Regions from separate parts of the Zea mays genome. Here regions 1 and 3 are each linked to region 2. Evidence: chromatin contacts called from public Hi-C data. All regions are on one chromosome and are shown on one strand. The core of a region is the stretch at or near the end of the contact, and the rest is flanking DNA. Distances in the headings are between cores, read along the strand shown. Region 1 holds the start of LOC100277165. Region 2 holds the start of LOC100281271 (inhibitor of apoptosis-like protein). Region 3 has its middle 45 kb from the start of LOC100281212.

Region 1 (3,710 bases), core at 136-2,635, 350 kb after region 2:
AGGACGGGATGGACTCATGGACCCATGCAGGCTCCGTCAGACCACTGCAGAACAATCACATGAGCACTAAACAATCACGGGATAACCAATCCGTGCCAGACAGAACTTTACTACTGACAGAGCAGACCAGACTTGTAGGTGAGATGAACCGAACCAACAAAGAATCCCAGCGTTTCAGTGCTAAGCAGGTCGTGAGATTGCTACGTTCAACAAAGAATCCCAGCGTTTCAGTGCTAAGCAGGTCGTGTGATTGCTACGTTTTACCATCCAAAATTGTTTTGGATCTCGGTCCACTGTTACTGTTTCCTGGCCAGTCATCCTTGTTTATAGCGAATAATTGACGCAATTTCAAGACCTCCACGACGGAATGGTGGAAGAGTAATCAGCAGACCCACCACCAAGATCACAACTCCTGCAAGAAGCATGGATTTACTGAAATGGTAATAATTACACAAGTGAACTTCATGTCACCATCACACATACGCTTTCCATTTCAGCGGAGGCGATCTAGCAGGATGCGCATTGCCTAGTACAGTACAACCAGGGAGGGTTTCTTCTGACCGAAGGAGGGGAAGACCATTCCAGCGAGAATCGATGGATATCTCAGCCAAAAAAGGTTAAAAGACGAGGGGGGGAGGAGGAAGTGAAACGAAATGGGAAATTCTGCCGTTGGCGTACGTGAAGATGAAGGGAGGAACAAATAAGCTCCCTTTCTCGTGTCGCATAATAACAGAGAGAGTGTGTTTTCCTTTTTCCCTTTTGCCGTTTCTCTCTTCTCTTCTCCTCTCTTCACTGCTGCTGGGTCGGCGTTTCTTGGGGCGCCGTCACTGCGCCGCGACGGTGCGGGAGGAGGACGCGGCCGCGGCCGGCGGCGGCGCAGCGGCGAAGGTGGCCGGGGAGGGAGGGGACGCCGGGTTGCTGCCGTGGCCGTGGCCGTGGCCGTGGGAGCTGCTGCGGTGGAGGCGGCACTTGAAGGAGCCTGCGTGCGTGGCCGGCGCGCACACGCACTTGGGCCCGTGGCCGTGGCTGTGGGCGGACGACGAGCTCCTCCGCAGCGTCTTCGGCGACGCCGCCGCGCTGGTCGGCGTCGTGCTGTGGTGGCCGTGGAACCTGCCCTCCTCCGCCCCGGTGTCGACGTAGTTGGACGCCATCAGCACTGTACCTCCACAAGCAGCACAGGCTCCAATGAACAAAAAGTTCTTATAAAAAGCTGAGTGGATCTAGAACGAGAAGTTCTCTTCTCCTAGGTAGGAGTTAAGAACTGTAGTAGTAAAGGGATAGGAGGAAGGCGTCCCAAGGAGCTTACCAGACGAGAGAAACTGACTGCTGATAGGCCGGAAAGAGAAGAGAGGAAGCCGAACGAGTGCCGAGAGCGGCAAACTGCGGCACCACGGCGACCGAGCAGTCCTCGCTTTTATGCTGGGGGTGGCACGGCACGGCACTGCCCGCGGGCAGGACCGCTGCCCAGGATTCCTCCTGACCCCACTCACTGGCCTCGTGGACCCACCCCGCCCCATCTACTAGCCTAGCCCACTGGTTTTTTTTTTTTAAGCAAAGGCGCCAGCGGATTAGGGCTTTCTTTCTTAAAACATTATCAGATCTCTAAACTTTAGACCAGAAGCTCTGGCTAGGTGAAGTTTTAAAATAAGCTAAAGTATTTTGAAGTTTTTAGAGCTCTAAAACTGGAGGGATGAAAGTGACGACGCCGACGGCCGTGCCCTCGTTCCGGCCGGCCCAGCGCCCAGGCGGTTCTCTTCTGATTAGAAAAAAAGGGGGGCGGTTTCTTTGAGGTGGCGGGAAACGATGGGCTGTGGAGCTTGGCGGGTTGCGCAGCTGGCTTGCCGGTGCGTGCGGATCGCGTCGCGTCGGTCGCGAGCAAACGCCAACGGGACCACGCGCGGACGGTTCTAGAATGAATCCGCTGGCTGCTGCCGCTCTATCCAAATCTTTTTTTTTTCATATACAAATCGTTTCCCAATCTATGTGCGCTGGTCCAGACACGTTCGGCCTTGGAAACCTTGAGCGATTGATAGATACATCGTGCGTGGGTGCCTGTGGTAGTGTCGTAGAGGATTCGATTCGACGATCCGAGTCATCCGACGACTTCCTCCGCGCCGCGCCGCGCCAACGTAACACTATACTACAATATTATACTCTCAGACAGAGTTCCGCTTCTTCGTCCCTCCGTCGCGTGGGCGGCGTTCGCGTGTGGTACACTCGTCCATTTGTGGTCGCAGGCAGCTGCTCCTGCTCCACTAGTCGGCTCGTCTCCCGCATGACCGCGTCGCGGACCAAGAGACGGACGGGACGATGATAATAAAAGCAGTGCAAAATAATACTGGCCACACCATGCACCTCAACAAAAGCCACACACAAAAAACTGAGAGAGACTCTGCAGCTACGTACCCTACGCGGCTACGTATAGTCCACAGGCCACAGCTGACTTGTCTGTGATCAGCAGATGATGAGGCCGCAGAGACGCATCCCACCGCTAAAATTTGTGCACCTCAAAACGCCAAACCACTGTACGCCACGCTGCGAGTCATTTTACGCCGCATCGGCGGCACGTCGGGTCGCGACGACTCCTTTCTCGGAACCGAAAGCCACTAGTGCGCCGTTCCCTTCCGATCCGAGAGCAGTGGCCAGTAGCCATTCGTTTCTAGCTAGGCGCGGTTTCACTTTCGTGTTTCATCCAAAGGCGCCAGAGAACAAAGGTGTCAACACCTTAGTACCTTACCCGGAGTGGGCATCTCCGGTCCGAATCGCGGCTCTGCCGTCGCACTCTTGCGAGCAACGACGCCGTTGATTGATTCCGCTTCTCAAGTTCAAAGAGGGAAAAAACCGATTCAAATAGCCCGCTTTCTCTCCTCTGATGGCGATTTTCAATAGGTTTCCTTGCGCAGACCATCCGTACCATCATCATCAGTTCACGCGGTTTAGGCTTCAAATAAATATATCAGGCTATAGCACTTGCGCATCACCACACCACCGCCGCTCGTCGTCAGCTTCGCACGAGTCTCGTGGAAACGGACTAGAATACACAGAATACTGCACCGGGGTGGGGAAGGGATTTTGGAAGGAGATGTGAATTCTGAGGGGAATAATCTGACCGCTGCAGCTGCAGGGTACGTGCTACTAGTATAATAACCTTATCATGACCAGGACTTCTTTTCTTGGGAAAAGGCATCGATCTTGGCAGGGAACGGACGAAAGCAAACAGGCCCTGAGGCCCCTGATCACGGGACGGGACCCGATCGTTCAAATCTTTTTGCGCTGTTGCAGGCATCCGCATGCGAAATTGCGAAAAAGGCAGTAGCGAGAGCTTTGGATGAGTAACTTTTGGAGCTCCGCGATAGATTCGGGAGAGTAATTTTCTACGCGGGAATACTGGAGGCATCAGCTTCGAAAGAATATATAGGGCCTGTTTGGTTTGTGGCTAAATGCCTAAATGTGCCACACTTTGCCTAAAATTAGTCGTTCGAATTGATGAATAACTAATCTTAGGCAGAAAAGTTAGGCAAAGTGTGGCAACTGAGGTAGTGAACCAAACAGGCCCATAATCTCGCAAACAGCTAAAATGGAAAGGCGATTCATTTGTTTTTTTTCTTTTTTGCAGTAACAGAAAAAAAAGTTCGCACATATATTCTAGGCGAGTCTAGCCACAACAGGAACCACGAAGATTCCTGTTGGCTACCGTCGTCGAGTTTTAG
Region 2 (3,841 bases), core at 1,048-3,547:
AGTACTATACTAGTATGGACTTTTACTATAATATATATAATTTCTCCGCTCTAAATCAAATATACTTCTAGTTATTATATATCCGCACAGAAGCCTTTTGTTTAGCTGTTTAGATAGAAATGCTAGAATTAGCATTTACTTAGGGGTGATAATGTATCCTGATTCAAATGCCTTTTCATAAAATGTTAGGGTTCTAAATAAATTTTAGTTCTAAAATTAATAGAAACATAGCCTGATCCCAGTATAATCCGATTCTTAAATCTTATAGTGTAAAATTTAGATCTCATTGTCACCCCTACATTTACTCGAGTCGAGTGTAAATAGGTTGCGACACGGACGTAATGGATCAGGATCTCAATGTTCAAGATGAATAGGAATAAAGTTTGATCCTTAAATTTTATAGGGTAAAATTTAGAGCTCATTATCATCACTACCGCCATGCAAGCTTAAAGAAGTTTAATGCTCAAGTAAAAAAAGTAAATTAGGTCAACCTATTTTTTTACAGTATTTAAATTCTATCGAATATCCTATTTTATTCTTTTTTGTGTCTAAAAATATTTTCTATTGGATCACAAAAGTTTCACACTATAGGTCCAACTTTATTATAATATGAAAATTCAAGTAACGTAAAGGCAATCATTCAATTGCTCAAATATAAATACTCAAAGTAAGAAAGGTTAAAATAAGGAGATAACTTTTCTGAGGTATCAAACCGTTGACACTCCCTACTCCCTACTGGTCTTTATCATAGTACTCATACAAGAGTATCGCTTCTCATTGAACCACACAAGGTTAAGTTCTATCTACGTATCAATTCTTCGTCACTCTAGTATAGTGAATCACTTGCAACTATTTGCACCTTGAGTTGCGCAACACATAATATTCATTGGGTGACCACCAAACTTTTATCACCATCAAACCATATAGGTGATGTCGATCATCAACAATAACAAGCACAAAATCTCACTTTACTAGACCAAGGCTAATGAGAATGGTGGGTGCACACTTGTATCGCTACTCGCAATACACTAATGAGACCACTAATTTCACGATTATCAAATCAATTATCTCACTAGGCAAAGGCTCTCGCTTTCACTCTAATAGGTTTTGTTCAGCTGAACAAATGGTTAAAAGACCTCAAATGGACAAGATGTAGAGATATATGTAGCTCAAAGATAGAGAACTAGCCAGACATGTCTAATGCACACATACCTCCACTATTGTACATGTTCGATGCAAGCTTCAATGGCTAGTTCAAAAACTACCTATTATTATATCAGTATCTCTTGGTATAAATGAACCCTCACAAGACACGTCTAGTGAGTACACCGCTTGATGTGCACATTACAACACATATATGAGTGTCTTGTATAGTGTCGCATCTGGTGCCTCATTAGATACATCTGATGAGTGCTCAGTGTCTCACGCGCATCTACAACCCTCTTAGGATGTCCTATCTAGTGTCATATTTGGTGCTTCATTGGATACGTCTAGTCAGTGCAAATCCTCTCGCATTCTTTTTAAGCGCTATCCAGATGCCATGTTAGATGCACCATATTAGGTGCACGCTAGACATTCTGATGCTGACCATTAGCATTTAAATATAGAAAATAAACTCTAACATCTTATTTAAATGATTATTCGAATATAGTTAAAGATAGGAAACGTGAAGACTCTCTAGAGTATAAATAAAATATAGAAAAAGTTGTTGAAGATTGAAAAATATAGAAAGTATATTTTTTATGTAAATAAATTTTTAAACAATAATTTATAGAGTAAAATTTAGAAATACAACCATAATCGAGCAAATAAAGAAAAAAAGGCACAGCATCAAGCAGGCAGCATGCTACCAGAGGCCAGAGGTAGGTAGGCCACCCTTTGTGTGCTGGTCCACGAGGACCACCACCACTCTACTCCACGTCTCGCATCACGGTCACGCCAATCAATCGCCAGACAACAAAATGAAAGGAAAAGAAAAACCATGACAGATTGACGGGAAAAGAAAAAGAAGCGTGGTGGCGCAGACAAGGCGAGGCGGGATAAAAAAAAAGGTATTGGTTCCGGCGTAAACGATCGCCATTATTAAAGGCGGGGAAAAAGAGAGGTCGCAGCAGCATCCAATCCGTTCGCCTGCCGCCTGCCTGGGCCTTTGCCCTGCCTCCCTCTCCTCGTCAAGATAAACAAAAAACCGGCAGCTTTTGTCTCCTTGCAGGCGCCCCACACACCCAACGTGTCTTCCCCGCCCCGCCCGACCCCCCGTATATATAACTTCCCTCCCACCCCTTGCCCTTGCACTACCCAGTACCCAGTAGTCAGTAACCACATCTCCTCCCCCTCTCCCGCAAAGACAAGGCCGGTGTCCATGGCCGTCCAGGCGCAGCACCTACTCAACCCCGCCTTCCTGCCCCACGACATGGGGCACGCCTTCAGGGCACTGGAGGGCGCCACGGTCGGCGGCGGCGGCTCCGCGTTCCTCGACGAGCTCGGCTTCGGCGGGTGCGCGCCGGCGCCGGCGCCGGCGCCCTTCGAGGTCGCCGCGTTTGGCGACACCCAGCCGCGCAGCGAGCTCACCTGCAACGGCGGCGGCGGCGACAACAGCAACGTGTTTCTCCCGAGGAAGCGTGCACGCGTCGCGCCCGGGTTCCTGGATGATGCCCACCAGCAGGGGTTGGTTCTGCCGGTGCCGCAGGGCCAGGTGTTCGCCGGCGACGTGCAGAGCAGGGAGGCAGGGTGCGGCGCGGCGTCCACCAGTGGTCGGGCGGCGGCCACCACCAACGGCGTCCTGTCGCTGCTCTACCGCCAGGGCATGGAGATCGACGCGCTGGTGCGGCTCGAGGTGCGTGGTAGTCAGTCGTTGCCGTCTTGACAGATCCGGCGAGCTCCCCCACACGTTGTCTGACTCTTGCTCGCGTGGTCTTGCCGCAGACCGAGAGGATGCGTGCGGGGCTGCAGGAGGCTCGGCGGAGGCACGCGCGCGCGGTGGCGGCGGCCGTGCAGCGCGCCGCGGCGGGGCGGCTGCGGCTGGCGGAGGCCGAGCTGGGGCGCGCCCGCCGCCGCAACGCCGAGCTGGAGGAGAGGCTCCGGCAGCTGGCCGCCGAGGGGCAGGCGTGGCTGGGCGTCGCCCGGAGCCACGAGGCCGTCGCCGCGGGGCTCCGCGCCACGCTGGACCAGCTGCTGCAGCAGCAGCAGCCCGGCGCCGGCGTTGGCGGCGGCGAGGCGGAGGACGCGCGGTCCTGCTGCTTCGAGACCTCCCCGCCGGGCCCCGTCGCCGACGACTGCGACGCCGCGTCCCGGGGCTCCTCGCCGCCGTCGTGCAAGTCCTGCGGAGGCGGCGACGCGTCCGTGCTGCTGCTCCCGTGCCGCCACCTCTGCCTGTGCCGCGCGTGCGAGGCCGCCGCCGAGGCGTGCCCCGTCTGCGGCGCTAGCAAGAACGCCTCGCTCCAGGTCCTGCTGTGACGAGGCGGGAGGGGCCCTGCCGGCGTGTTGGTCCCGCGCGGTGGCGGCACTCGTTGTCCAATGAGATCCGCTGGCTCCCGGGGTCAGGCGGCGAGCTTTGTTGAGTAGTAAATGTAGAGATGCTCCAAGTTGCAGCATAGTAGGCTAATTTTAGACGCAGTTAGCTGTACTACTGGTAATTGGCACTAACTTCTGTTCTCCCCTGGAATATCTTTCTGGTACCTTGTTTCTCAGATGTGCTAGTAGTATTTTTTTTTGGGGTAGTGTTGGCTTGTTGTATTAATGAGGAGATCGGCCAAAGCTTAGATACGAAAAGCTATGGTATTCTACTATACTTGGAGCTTCCCTCGACATGTATTATTGTTTCAGCGTGACGCCAAATCTG
Region 3 (3,818 bases), core at 1,064-3,563, 400 kb before region 2:
GTTGCTTCCCTCCCTTACTCTAGTGCTTCATTTTGATTCTTATTGTAAGGGCGAGAGACTCCAAGTTGTGGAGATTCCTCGCAAACGAGAAAGAGTAAAGTAAAGAAGATCATTGTGGTATTCAAGTTGATCATTGGATCACTTGAGAGGAGTTGAGTGCAACTCTTGTCCGTTGGGACGCCACAACGTGGAGTAGGCAAGTTTTGTACTTGACCGAACCACGGGATAAATCCTCATGTCTCTTGTACTTGTCCTTACTGTGTTTATTGTGTCTCACAAGAGAACTCCTCTCTAGCCACTTGGCCTTATTGTGCTAACTACTAATCAAGTTTTGTTGAATTAAGTTTCAAGTTTTTACAGGATTACCTATTCACCCCCATCTAGGTACTCTCAATAAGGCTACGTGAAACAGTGAGGTCGTCGGTTTGATTCCTACCGGCCTGGTAGTGTGTGTTGGGGCGAAGGCAAAGACGCCACCCTTCGCTCGAAGTCTTCGCTGCAGCCGCCGGTCTGACAGAGACAAAACAGGCAGGGACACCCTTCGCTGATTCGGCACCAGACGAAGACCTGCGACAAAGTCATCCCACAGTGCGGCCTCGTCCAGCTCAGAGGCCCGCGTGCGATCCGGCCCATTGTAACGGGCCCTGCGTGGCCGCCGTCTGTTACGGGCCTAATTTGTAAAGGCATCCCTGTAATTACGGTCTGTAACCCCGCTTTATGGGAATATTCTGGGGATAATCTAGGTAGCTGAGGGCACATGCGTTCTTAGCACAAGGCGCTGGGCGCTCAGGTACCTATAAATACCCCTGCACAGTGCCCGTGGGAGGCCAGATTAACAGAGCTATTGCCTTCTAGCACGTAACTCTGTTGTCACCACTGTTCACCCTTGTTGGCCTCCTTGCAATTGAGAGCAAGTTCCAATAGTGTGCAAATTTTGTGCGAGAAATGTCGTGACTTTAGCAGAGATGAGAGCAGGTGGGGCCTCCCGTGATTAAAAAATATATATTATTTTTGCTATTTTTACAACCCGGTTTATATTTTCTGAAAAAGAATTTGTACCGATGGTTCTCAGTTAGCCATCCGTGGGACATAACTATTTCTACTGGCTCTTCGCGCTGACAGGTCTGATAGACGTCTATAGAGTTTCTTTTCTTTGTAGTTCGTACTAAGGACGTAGCTTATATGTTTTTTCTCTACTGATTTATGATGTCCCACTGTTTTCCTCTGCTGTGCGAGCGCGTGTCTGCACCAAACGACGAGTCGACGACTGCTGATGTACGTGCTAATTAACTTTGTAAAGTGTCCATATCATTAATTAAGCTAATAACGTCTGAGTTGTAGTGAAAAGCTAAGAAAGGGCATCAATCGGCTGCTCTTTGTTGCGTATCGTGGGGGGAGGAGCGTGACCACCTGCCACTTGCAGCAACAGTGCTGCGTCCTGCTGCAGCCCACGACGTACGCAGCGACTGGTGCCCTGCCCTGCATGATGGCATCCGCGCCGTGCCGTGCGACGTGCGTGGTGGGGCGTCGACGACCACCTGCCACTGCGTTTGCTGTGCGACTGCGAGAGTGGGAGCGGTGCCACCGGCGCCAGGCAAATCTGCAGCCCCGGCCACGGGTCCGTCTCGCCAAGAAAAATCAAAGTCGTGGTTGTAGTTTTTTCCACGGACAAAGTTTGGACTCTTGCCTCTTGGATACAATCCTATATATATAATCGTATTCCTACCTTCACTTGTTTACTTGGATTCTCTCGCGTGTTCGTGTCAATAGCTACCACCTACCGGTAGTAGTTGCTTGATGTCGCAGCGCACAGTTGAATCGATGATGACCGTGATTGATCCGAGTTCTGACCATAGCCGCTAATCAGGTCCAGTTCCTGTATTTGAATCGAGATGAGTCATCAAGATAGTCATTAAGGTGCGTTTGATTGCAATGACAGGATGGGATGAAACGATCCCTCAAATAAGTTTCAAAGGTTAGGACAGGACTATCCCAGTGTTATTCTCAATTATCTCTTAAAATTGGAGGGACGAGAAAGGACACCAAGAGACGTCTCTGTTTTAGCTGTCCCGCAACCAAACGCGTCTAAAAGAACAGCAAATCGAGATTGTTAATTAATTAATCGAACATCATTCACTCGTGTGTTCCGGCCTTCCGGGTGGGTATAAGCTGGTGGACGAGTCCACCATGTGGACCTAACGTTTTTTCAATTCCTTCTGGACAACGCGCGGCCACTGACTGGTCCAGTCGTCAACACGCGCGCGCGGAGGCAGACACCTGCCTGCCTGTCCGCCAGGGGCGCACACACACACCCCTATCCGGCATTGGCACGTCTCGCCGTCGCCGTCGTGGGGATCGGAATGATCAGCAGGCCGTGGGGTCCCCTGCCAGGAACGGCGAAAAAGGCAATCGGAAAGCCGAAAGCTACACGGGATTCGTCCGTGCGCGGTGCGTCCCACTAGTATCATCCATCAATCGATTGGACCGGTCCACGCGAATCGTGAATCGTGAGGGAGCGAGCAAACTGTGAGAGCGAGGGAATTGAGAGAGAGAGAGAGAGAGAGAGAGAGAGAGAGAGAGAGAGAGAGAGAGAGGAAAAGCTATGCCGGCACATCGCTGCTCGGAATCGGACCCAGCCACCCAGGGGGGCAAAGCTTTCCGCGGCCAGAGCAAATCACATGCGTCCCCGCGTGGCTGCACAAGAAAGGTCACATGTCAAAGCTTTGCCGTGGCTGTGCTGTGCTTGCATAAGCTGATAAAGTGATAAGCGTAACCTTGTCTACCGGGTTACAAATAATTATATGACTCAAGTCTCTCTGTTTCTAAATAACCAAATCCTATTTTCAGGACCGTGCCGGTCCATGTACCAGACTCTAGAACGAGACCTATCTCACTAGAAAAAAAACTTTAATAACATAAAGTTGCAATATACTGCGTAGGAATAAAATTTATGGTCAATGCAAAAGGATTTTATCAAGTTCCTTATAATAGGCAAGCCAATATCTATCATAATATTTTTCCATTTGATAGAATTTTATTATAGATAACGTAGAAAACTTTTTAGAATGTTTGTCTGTAGGACATTTCTCTCGTTTAGTCTCCTTTTGTGCCAAAAAATAATTTTATTTAGGATCAAGAAAATCCAGGTATCTAAGGCCAAATATATCAGACCAAAAAGAATCGCTAGCATGCCCATCAAGCCAAGTATTCTAGTTAGCGCTAATAGTAGTGGCATTCATATTAACATCATCAACCTCAACACTATTAATTGTCTCAATCTAGCAATCTAGAGGATCATTATCAGTGTTATTATCAAGTGCAATCTTACTTGTGATTATTTTATAATAGATATATCTACGGCTCCTTTCGGAGACTGAATTAATTCTTCTATTCTTTAAGTATTCTTTATGCTTTTTCTCGAACTAGAATCATATTTTTCTACATTGATCCGCGGAAGACATAAGACTATTAAATTTATATCTCATATATATTATTGTGTTTACATTTAGGGGCTGGCCTGCTAATGGCAAAAAAATCCAACCCACGCCCACCCATACACAAATCTAATAACTTTGATATTCATCCCACACCCATCCAAAAATATAAGAAAGAAATTAAACCCAACCCATCCAATAATATTATTGACTCCAAACCAACCCGTAATTGGGTGGAAACCCATAGAAACCCCATAGGTTCAGCTTATTGTCTAACATCAAGCCAACTGCATACATATACACTGATACACAGTGATAATTTTATAGGTAATTTCAATGACATACAAAAATATAGTCTACGACATACAAAAACAGTAACAATAA

The links. Hi-C and Micro-C count contacts between places; a contact is called where the count stands out from the background.
Region 1: a contact with region 2 is called in a Hi-C map of endosperm, with 3 times the contacts expected there. The contact joins the promoter of LOC100277165 here to the promoter of LOC100281271 in region 2. A contact is called at or near these places in 2 of 25 Hi-C or Micro-C datasets (bundle sheath and endosperm).
Region 3: a Hi-C map of bundle sheath shows a contact between it and region 2, with 3 times the contacts expected there. The contact joins the enhancer-like site here to the promoter of LOC100281271 in region 2. A contact is called at or near these places in 2 of 25 Hi-C or Micro-C datasets (bundle sheath and endosperm).

What each region holds. Positions count from the first base shown.
Region 1 is chr2:62,556,429-62,560,138 of Zm-B73-REFERENCE-NAM-5.0, reverse strand. LOC100277165 reads right to left here and starts at 1,385. Exons shown (of 2, transcript NM_001327920.1): 1 at 1,307-1,385; 2 at 298-1,156. The coding sequence starts at 1,151. The coding sequence ends at 825.
Region 2 is chr2:62,909,570-62,913,410 of Zm-B73-REFERENCE-NAM-5.0, reverse strand. It overlaps LOC100281271 (inhibitor of apoptosis-like protein), which reads left to right and starts at 2,297. Exons shown (of 2, transcript NM_001154992.2): 1 at 2,297-2,836; 2 at 2,926-3,787. The coding sequence starts at 2,363. The coding sequence ends at 3,456.
Region 3 is chr2:63,309,871-63,313,688 of Zm-B73-REFERENCE-NAM-5.0, reverse strand. No RefSeq gene overlaps it. Among protein-coding and RNA genes, the nearest start is that of LOC100281212, 45 kb to the left of the region's middle. Within about 2 kb of position 2,313, at least 19 of the 20 cell types and tissues checked have an H3K27ac peak or open chromatin away from gene starts, as enhancers often do. A contact at or near this core is called in bundle sheath and endosperm, where this site is marked.